Linked DNA regions of Mus musculus: region 2 is linked to region 1. Evidence: chromatin contacts called from public Hi-C data. All regions are on one chromosome and are shown on one strand. Each heading gives the region's core, a stretch centred on a gene start, on an enhancer-like site or on the middle of the called end of the contact. The rest is flanking DNA. Distances are from core to core; before and after follow the strand shown.

Evidence for each region. A called contact is a pair of places that touch in the nucleus more often than the background predicts.
Region 2: a Hi-C map of cortical neurons shows a contact between it and region 1, with 2.5 times the contacts expected there. The contact joins two enhancer-like sites. A contact is called at or near these places in 1 of 39 promoter capture datasets (hippocampal neurons), 11 of 484 Hi-C or Micro-C datasets (the AML12 cell line, bone marrow-derived macrophages, cerebellum and 6 more), 2 of 115 datasets of contacts at active chromatin or transcription factors (embryonic stem cells and neural progenitor cells) and 1 of 9 other capture datasets (embryonic stem cells).

The regions. Positions count from the first base shown.
Region 1 is chr11:20,983,894-20,989,332 of GRCm38.p6, forward strand. No RefSeq gene overlaps it. Among named protein-coding and RNA genes, the nearest start is that of Gm46273, 69 kb to the left of the region's middle. Within about 2 kb of position 4,053, at least 49 of the 459 cell types and tissues checked have an H3K27ac peak or open chromatin away from gene starts, as enhancers often do. A contact at or near this core is called in cortical neurons and hippocampal neurons, where this site is marked.
Region 2 is chr11:21,160,741-21,165,880 of GRCm38.p6, forward strand. No RefSeq gene overlaps it. Among named protein-coding and RNA genes, the nearest start is that of Peli1, 72 kb to the left of the region's middle. Within about 2 kb of position 3,156, at least 55 of the 459 cell types and tissues checked have an H3K27ac peak or open chromatin away from gene starts, as enhancers often do. A contact at or near this core is called in cortical neurons and hippocampal neurons, where this site is marked.

The sequences.
Region 1 (5,439 bases), core at 2,803-5,302:
GCAGGAGTGGTTAGGTTGGGGAGCAGGGGGGAAGAGGGAAAAGATAAGGGATTTTCGGAGGGGTAACTAGGAAAGGGGATACCATTTGAAATGTAAATAAAGAAAATATCTAATTAAAACAAAACAAAACAAAACAAAACAAAAAACCTCTCCAGATTCAATTTCTATAGTTTGCCCACGTGTTTTCCATGGCAGCCTGAGAGAAACTAAATACACACAGACACAGATACACAGACACACAGACACACAGACACACACACACACACACACACACACACACCATATACATACTATACAGGTACACACTCACAAATGTTCCAAGAAATAAATGTTCTCAACAGAAAAGAAAAGTATGTTCTCTTTTACAACCTTGGTGCAAGTGCCTTTTTAGAGATGTAATGTCAGTCGGGCTTTGTTCTGGTTGGTTCCTGGTTTCTTAGTGCATGCTTCAAACACCACATGTGCACATACACATCATGTGAGCCAGCTTGATTCAATGTCACCTGCCATTAGTATATTAAGAAGTGTGGATCCATTGCTATTATGGAGCCTGAAGCAGAGCCAAGACGTCTCAAATGGTCTCTCTTCTCTCCCCAGACATGTGAGGAAAAAAAAAAAAAACAAAGCACAAACAAAGCAAAAAGTTTCCCGCACGGGAAGAGCAGAGTGGACTGCATCATAGACCAGGAAGATGACCCAGTTCTTGGGGAGAGAAAAAGAAAATTAAAGCATTATTACTGTTTATAGGTCGAGTTCTTTCAAAAACTGTTATCAACAGAATGGGTCTTTTTCTCTCGTTTTCCAAGGAGTAGGCACGGACATTTCTTAACATAAAAGGTGTGCATTCAAGACTGGGCAAGGTTGAGTTGAGAGGTGTCTTCACAGCTAAGTACTGAGGCTTCCCATCCCGATCATTAAATAACAGAGGCAGTACCCCAAGACACTCTTTTATATCAAAGCACTAAATATAAGCATGCTCCTTCTTCCAACAGCATCTGCACTCCCGAGGAAGCTGTCCACGGATTAATATAACTGAAAGGAATATATAGCAACACTGGTAAAATGCCAGGCATCAGAGCTTTAAGTCACCTTCCCTAGGAAACCATCCATCTATTCAAAGATGGTTCTATATATAGCTATCTGGTGAGGTAACAGGAAAAAAAAAGGGACTATCAAACCTAGCCAACCTTGAAGCTTCTGTATTTTTCTTTCCCCCTTTTCCTCCTTCCTGTACTTACTGCCCCCTAAGAGTTCCAGGAACTTCCTGTCTCCCATGCTGCTGCCCAACTAGACCAGCAATGAAGATGGTTCTGGAGAGCGAGCGTGTTCTGTTTGTTTTATCAGTAGAGATAAACCCGGGGCTGAGTTCAGTTGAACATGAACACAAAGGTTAAAGCCATGAGCAGAATGGATCAGCAAACACTGAGATGGAATGTTCGGCCAAGCCAGAGCACACACAGGCAGCATGCAAAGCTGTAGGGTTTGGTCATATCTTTATGAGAGACCCCTTAGTCTTTATTTCTGTCCTCCTTTTATTATCATAGGACAACAGAAACACAACATGATTTAGTGGTGCCATGGTCAGAGAACTTACTAGATATTGCAGAGCTGTCTTTTATTTCTCCCCCAGCTCTAGAATGGCACAATCCCAGCGTAGATCTAAGCTATACTGAGCAGGAGGTAAGGCTTCTACCCTGAGCAGGATATCAAAGGGATTGGTCTGAAAAGCACTTTAAAAGCCACATTAAACCCACTGAAAGCTGGCTTGTCATTTATAATCACCAGGACAAACGATTCTGAAAAGTGTCAGTGGTAAGTGACTTTCCTCAGGCAAAATAAAATTACAAAACAAAACAAAATTACTTCTGTTTGTCTGTTTTGAACAATTTCTGAGGCTGCAGTTGAGTTTTTATGGTATAAATTTTGTAAGTTTCCATTTAGTGTGCTTCGGGTGTGTCTTTTAGAGCAAACATCTCTAACTACATGGAAGTTGATGAGAAAAACTAGCCCTGCATTTGTTTTGAGAGCAAACACACACAGAGCTAGCTCTGGGCATAACTCCTGTCTCAGGCTCCCTGGTATGACATCCTCCTCTCCCGTGCAGCCAAACAACAATGGCCAGTGCCTGGGACTGTGAAGACAACAGCAGCTGACTGACTTCGAATCTGTCATTCTATGCAACTGCTCAGAGGTTTCAGCTGTGCTTAAGTTTTCCAGGATTTACAGTGATATCGGGTTTTGTTTTATTTTATTTGTTGCATTAGTGATAAACAAACATATTCTGTTTATGATGCTTTCTTTTTTCTTCAATATTAATTTAATAATAAATTAATAATTTAACAATTCTATTATTGACTTAATAATAAATAAATTTTATTGTTTTATAAATATTTACCTTTATAAATATTTATATATTGTAATAATAATCAGACTAAGATGTTTTTCTACTTAATCTGTTCCCCTCACTTTTTGAAATTAAAAATAATAAAGAATGTTTTTGCAACAAAAAATGGATTGATACTTTATGAATATGGGAAGAAAACCAATGTGGACAAAACCTTTGCCGTATTTGCCAAAGTTTTTCACAAACACAGAAATTGTAAAGCCACTGTTCATTTCTAATAGAAGACCAATGTATGTTCCATTCTTTTCTTCAAAAAGCACATTAATGAAAATAAAAGAAGGGGCCTGCAAGATGGCTCAGTGGTAAAAGCAGTTGCTGTATAAGCAGGAAGTTACTGGTTCTAACCCCCAGCACTCATGTGAGAAGCTATATACCCAGTGTTGGCTTGGGGGACACAGGCAGGTGGACCCCAGAGTTTGTGGGGCAGCCAGACTAGCTGAACCGGTGAGCAAGCTTCCAGTTCAGTGAGAAACCCTGTCTCAGGGGACTTAGGAGATATCAGCATACCCTGGCCGCCACGTGCGCACACACGGACACAAGCACACTAAATAGGTAAGTACACAATAAAACAACTTTCTTACACTAGGAGATTATAGCATTAGTGTTATTTTTAATTTCTTTATTGTTACGATACAAAATTTAATCAAAGATATTTTCTTTCTGGCTGTTGCCCCTTGCCTCGTTTTATGATTATTTTCAAAAGTAATTTGTCATATGGAGGGAGGGGCTGTTAAAAATGATGAATTGTATATCAAACATCAGTCCAGAGCTCAATGCACACAACTTTTGCCTTTGTAACTCCCTGACTCTTTCCCAAACTGCCGAGTCCTCCACTCTCCATCCTTCACCTCAATTGGTATTAGAGATTGTTCCTTGACTTCCCTTCCTAAGTTCATCTTCCATCTGCCTCCCAAATTTGCTCAGGTTGAAGAGAGCTGAGCTATGAGTCTGAAGAATTAGAAGTCAGTTTTCCACGGAGCAAGAGCCTTGGCATCCAGGACTCACCTATCCACCTAACGCTGAGCTGGCTCAGGCCAGCATGAGAGGGTGGAGAGCCAAAAGCACAAAGCCTGCTTGGCTGTGACTGTCATCAGCCATTTCTCCCCAGGAGCTCTCAGCAGCCTGTCTGATGAAGGCATCCAAGAACACATTTTTTTTTTTTGAGATGCAAAATTAATCAGCCCTGCCTGGAGCTGATATGCCTCCCACCCTCCATACCCAGGTCCCAGCCTGAACATTAATCTCCCACAGAGAAAGGCATGTCCCCTTCCAAAGCTTGGGCTCCTAGACCCGTTCAGCCCAACGCCATTAACTCTAAACAAGTGATTCAAATCAATAGAGAGCATATTTCCCACCCAAATTTGGCACTGGATGATACTGCTGTTCACTCTGTGAAGGGTCTGTGTCATCTACTGATGATTCATTACGTCATTAGATGCTATATTTTCTCCACACTGATGATGGGGGAAAGCTATTACATTTATTTTTCATTTTCACTTAGCTGAATATAATGAATTCCACTGATGGCCTATTTCTGTAATCCACCAATCAAAGGAAACTGTAAAGTTCACCATAGTAACAGCTCAGTGTCAGCAGCCCGTGTGAGAACCACACTGCATTAGAGGTGCTGGCCAATCACGGGGCGCGGTTATATTCCCGTCTCATAGCAACCAAGAGATCTGCATGGCAACATCAGTTGCTATATGAAAGAAAGATTAGGGACCATATTCTGTTAGCAAGAAATAAAGGTATTAACTGTTAAGTCATAGTTGAGTCACCGTTGTGAGGGCTCGTTCTAAAATAGCTACCTAAACATAGCTGAGATCACACCTGCCACATCTCGGAGTCCTGTGCTGAGGAACGTACCCGCTCCCACCGGGATGAACCACCTATGGAGTGACAGGATGTCTGAGAGACAAACAGCTTGTGAACAGAGAGCTGCTGGGGTCTGGGGCGTCCTTTGAAACTTGAATGCTCACAACAGTGAAGTATATTTGCTGATGCAGTACAGAGAAATCATTGCATTTAAACCCGTGTGGGAGATGGGGTGGATGTTGTTCTCAGTTTTCCTTCTGTCTCTTTTCCACCCATTTCACCCACCTTCCCCATCTTGGTAATGGCAACACAATTCCTTCTGTTGCTTTGGACGAAGCATATACTATGTTTCTCACATCCACACACAGCCCATCCACAAACATCTTTAACGTACAACTTGAGTCCAATCACGTCACCTTTGCCTCCATTCCTCCCTTGGTTCAATTCACTGTCACCTCCCACCTGGACGCAGTAGCCTCCTGATGTGTTTCTCCACTTCTTGCCTGTGCTCCCTGTAGTCTATCCTCAACACATCAACCCACTAAACACCCAGTGCTTGGCCCAGAACTTTCTAATCACTTACCATTCAATGTTCATGGAAAATCCAAGTCTGCAATGCCTTTTACAACTTCCTGCATCTACCCCCCCCCCCCCCCCGCCTTCACAGCTGCTGCTGCTGTGCTTCCTCCCGCCCCCTTCTTCTAACACACCCCAGGGCCCTTACGCTAGCTATCTCTTCTAGCACATTCTTTCTCAGAGATACTTGTGGTTCATCATTTTAATTTTTTTCTCTTCTATTGTTTACACAAATATAACTTTCTCAGTGATTTTTTTTCTGGTCTATTTTAATACTGTACTCCCTGCCTTCACAGCTTTTTCTGGCATGTAGAGCAATACCTGACTACTAGGACACAGTCCCTAAGCACCCGAACAGTAGTAAAGGAAGCATTTCTACAGATAAGACCGCAGGTGTATGAAGCCGATCAGGCTAAGGCTCTCAGAACACATTGAAGCCACACTTGTGAGTCTTCTGTGTTCTGCTGTCTCTGCCACAGCCTGTTTTCTTTACTGGTTCTAGTGAGTGCCATGTCAGCTCTGACTCCCCAGGAAGAGAGAAAAAAACCACTGGGCTAACAGGCCTGCTGTGGGCATAGTCACCAAAAGATAGGAGAGTGGGAAGGGCTAGCCCTAAATGTTGGTAACCTCCGCTCTCTCTAGAC
Region 2 (5,140 bases), core at 1,906-4,405, 180 kb after region 1:
GGAGTCAGGGATACAGGACAGTCCGTGACTAGGACAAAGGAGATAGAGAAGGGATTAACCTTAGACTAAGTCCCCTAAACCTGAAGGTGTGGAGTTAGGGTTGTAATTAAAGGTTTCTTAGATAAACACAGGTCATTTGCTGAGAGAGCAGGCAGGGAGATGGGTTAGTGACTAGTTGAAGGAACATGAAGAAACCTTGGAGTAACTGCCAGGGGGGATGTGAGAAACTGCTTGACAGTAACAGGCCTTCCGGGGTCAGAAACAGTGCTGGGTGTTGATTCTGTTTTATCATTTGCTTTGACCATCAGTAGGGGTGGAGTAGGTTAGTCTATTATGAGTATATCAGTTATTTTTGCCTGAGAATGATAGGAACACTAACCCTAAACCTAATCCTTACCCTGACCCTGACCCTAACACTTACAACTACCCCTACCCTTACCCTTAAGCCTACCCCAACCCCAACCCCAACCCCTAACTCTACCCCTGGTTGGAAAATATCAGTTGCTTAAGCATGAAAAGAAGTTGAGTTTTTTCTTCTGTCAAAGTCTTCATGGCTAATAAGTCCAGAGCAGAGTTTCATGGTGTCAGGAGTCCACGTTGCTCTTTCTTTGCCTTTTTCAGGATTTGGCTTCCCCATGGTTCAGTGTGTTTTTCTAACCCCATCCACTTTGCATTCTAGCAAGCAGAATGAAGTGTCAGAGAAGAGGTTTGGCTATTTCTAGAATCCACTGGCCACAGTTTAGACCTGTGGCATAACTAGCCAGCTACAGGGGAAGTTAGCAAGCATAGTCTTTATTACAGGCATACGTGTTCCCTCTTTTCAAGGGAATCCATGAGACACCAGTGCCACTCCCACAAAGAAAGGGTCAATTACTGAAGCTTAAATAAACCACTTTAATATTTAAAGCAGTTCGACTCTTTACCTACAAAAGAAAACACGAATTACTATAACAAGCAGAGTTGGACCAAAGGAGTGAAAGCCTTACGAAAGGGTCTGAGTGCTGTAAGAGGGGGTTTGCATCTCCGCTAAAACCAGGGGAAAGAGGTATGCTGAGCTGGCCAGATGTAAGATCTCACAAAGTCAGTCTTTGTTCTTTTGGACTGGGGTGCTGAGGCAACCAGAACAGCTCTATCATTGTGCTAGGATAGCTCAGAATAGTTCATTTCTCCAATGTGCAAAGGAAGAAACCTGAAACCCAGGCCCTGTAGTGAGTAGTTGGCAGACATCAACCCTATTCTACTGAGTTTGGCCTCCCAGGCCCAAGTTCTTTCCTCTACCTCCTCATTACTCTGTGATGTCAAAGGGGTGCGCATGACCAGAGTGGGAGCAAGCACCCCCTTTCAGTCCCTCCCACACCTTCCTCCACTGCAGTGGTCAAGGGCCAGCAGGATGGTTTTCCCTTACAGAAGGATGTATGGAGTTGTATTAGAATACTGAGTGTGGATGGGTCATGCTTAGCTGCAGAGGAGAAGCAGTTTACAGAACCCTTGTCAACACACGGGAAAGGGATGACCACGTGGCCCACTGTGGAGAAGTGACAAAGACTCTAGAGCGAGAAGAATGTAATGTTCCTTGTAAAGGAGCAGATGCCGATTGCTAGGCACGAGTCTATTTTTATTGCACAGATTTATTTTCTGTCTTTAGCTTTTTGGATAGTTTGTGCATGTATCTAGAACAAAAGACACAGAGAGTGAACAGTGACAAGTCTGTCTGTCTTTCTGCATGCTCTGCCCAATATTGCCTTTCTCCAGGCAATGGCTAGGACAGAATCTACCTTCTCTCACCCTTTTTCTCTCTCCCTGCTACAAGCACAGGAACTTCAGGTTGAATTCTCTTCACTTGCTAATAATGCAGGCCGTACTAATACAGCAGGATTGAAATATAGCCCCCCCAAAATCATCAAAGACAGAAGGTAAATAGATAGATGATAAATAGATAATAAATAAGTAGATGATTAATTGATAGATAGATAGATAGATAGATAGATAGATAGATAGATAGATAGATGACTGGCCTTATTGCTGTAAGATTTCCTTCCTTCTCGAAAGCCCCATTCCTGGTGCAGTTGGAAATATTTGATCTTGCCAATTAAAGACCTTAGCTTCTTAAGAAGTTGGTGGCTCAAGCCTTTAATCCCAGCACTTGGGAGGCAGAGGCAGGCGGATTTCTGAATTCGAGGCCAGCCTGGTCTACAGAGTGAGTTCCAGGACAGCCAGGGCTACACAGAGAAACTCTGTCTCAAAAAAACAAAACAAAACAAAACAAAAAAACAAAAAAAAAGGAAAAAGAAAGAAAAAAACCATTCCTTTTTTCCTTTTCAAAATGTCTCTCTCACTGATTTTGCTGAGGAAATTATTCTCTCTGTACTTTTTTGACCTACATGGATTCAGTTACTTCCTGCTTCAGCCATAATTACAGCTTTCCATAGTAGAAGATGAGCCTTGCATACTTTCCTCCCGTGTATCCTGTCTGACTCCATCGTTAACCCTCTGGACCTCAGAGCAAGCATGGGCCCCAGGATCTGGAAACATGGTACAAAGCTTTGCTTGATAATTCTCAGAGTTTCATTGATCCATAATTGCCTACTACTGGAGGGTGGGGATCGGGGAGAGAGGGTTGACACCTCCTCATATTGTTGTGCCCTGAGTCCACCTGAAACCCAGATAAGCCCAAGAATTGCAAAGTCCGCTGCAACTGGCTGTTTCAAGTTCAATCTCTGTTCACCTCCCCGCACTCACCGCATGAATGCTGGCAAGCGAACCTGAGTCCAGAAAACATTGGGTTTATATACAGTATAGTTAGGAATAGTGTGACTATTCACAGAAAAGGGGAGTAGAGGGTGGAATAGTACGGAAGCAGGGGTGGGGGGTTAATGGGTGTCTGTTCAAGGACTTTTTTTTTATGGCCAGTCATAACTGTGATCTGACCTCTGTTTAGCTTTTTTGCCATGGTCTCCCTTGAGCTTGTTATTTCTCTAAGGTCTAGGACAGGCACCTGGAGTTCTTATCAGCAGGAGTGTTGGTTTTTGGAGACACAGAGGCGGGGAGAAGGTCTCAGAATGTCCTCATTATGGGTCGTGCCATTCTAACGCTAGGAGGGGGAGGGAGCCCCAGGCTGCTGCAGGAGGATGCAGCACAGAAACCAGCTGTCTGCAAATCCTGCTTGCCTGGGCGGGGGAGAGGGGGAGCCTCTGGCAGGGAACGCAGAGGCAAACTGTACTGTCTGTACAACACTGAAGTCTCTCTAGTATCAGTAATTCAGGGGTTACAACAGTATCAAGCCTCCACCCCCAAATCTGGGTTAATTCTGTGTTCACTTTTAATCTTCCAACTCCCTGCCTGTTACTCAAACATTTATGCCTCTTTCCCGCCATGGGGAATTGGTACAGGCATCGTTGCTTCTTGTGTTTGGCGTGGCTCTACCTATGATCAGGGGAAATCCTTCAGGTTCAGCCTTGCTGGGACATAAGAGTATATTTTGTTTCAACAGGCTGTTTTTTGTTGATCGAAATCACTTGATTTCAAGCTTTTGTCTTCCCCTGAAATAAAAGACTCATCACTTGGCTGGCTTTCTCTGTACTCACGGAGTTAGCGAACCATGGGGACAGGAGCTTATGGGAAGGCAAATACATTGGCCTACTATGTCACACATATTATCTCTGTGTATCAGCACATCCCCAGAGCCAGCAGAAGGGAAGCCAGCATCAATACCACAACTGCTGCTTAGGTGTCAGGTACAGTCACATCCACCTTGAGTGCAAACGTCAGTGGACTCCACGTGAGCCTGATCAGAATGTTGCCACCATCCATCTCTCTCTACCCATCTACTCTGGTTCAAACGAGTCATGCTCCGTTGCTCTTGGCTCCACATCCCACCTATCAGCTGTCAGTGTTGCTAAAGGGCCCTTTCTAATTTCACAAAGCCACTGTGGGCCCACATTAACCTTGCCACGACAACCCTAGGCACTCTACCTATCTATCACCTGGATCTCTGACCCAGTACCTCCTACTTCCCTGTCTGACCTACAATATACAAAGTAGCCTACAATATACAAAGTGTCTGTCTGGCACTCTGCAGTTTCCCTACTTTGCATCCTGCATCTTCCTTTGATGTGACTCTGCCTCATTTCCTCATCTCCCTGTCACCCTCCAAGCCTGCCCGCCTTACTCTGCTGCAGCCATACTGCAGTCTTCCTGTCAACCATGGCACTCATTTCTATGACAAGCTCTTTGCATGTTTCCTCAGATGTCTGCCATTGTCCCAGGTCACCTCCCCTACAGCCCTTAGTTACTGTAACTGCATTGCTTTATTGGTTTATGCCTTTGTCAGCTCTTACTTCCCTTCATGGGAAGCAACCTTCTGAGAGCCTCTGCTTGGCCTTTTGCCACCATATTCCTAGCCTGGCACACAGTGGACAGCAGTACGTACTCTGGACTGGAACTAATTTCAAGCAGAGGAAAAGGGAAACAGATAAAGATTACTTTATTGTGCTGGGAATTGAAGCCAGGGCCTTGTGTATGCCAAAACTTCACCTCCGAGTTCTATCCCTACCCAAAAACAATGTTTTTTTTGAAACACACACACACACACACTCATAAGACTAATGGCTAGCATTTTATTTCTCTGTTCAGACATGCTAATCTCTGCGTGAAGCAATTGTGGGGATAGTGTGCTCTCTGGGCAAGGAACTTGGCTGGGTGACAACTAGTTGTCTATAAGGCAGCATCTTAAGATAACCAGGTCAGATCAAGTAGACATTGGTCATCACGGTGATCAGCTGTCTTTGCAGGAGTAAAGTCTGAATGGTTCCTATGTGCTTTGCAGTAGACCACCCACTGTTTTAAGGTTCTCTAATTGCTGAACCATATTCTTTCATTTCTTTCATTTTGAGCAAAGCTGACATGGCAAGAAGTGAACTCAGGCATTTGTAGTGATTTTTAAGTATCTCATGACAATCACTGGTGATTTCTTGAGTTTTCAAGTCTGAGCTTTCCTTGATATGTTAACATTTCAAATGACACCAGAAAGTCCCAAATGATGACAAAACTACAAGGACTGTATCAGTTCGTTTATGTACTTTGAAAGAGGATCTGTGATGGCTAATCTCCATTGTTGACCTGGCTGGTTTTGTGTGTCAAC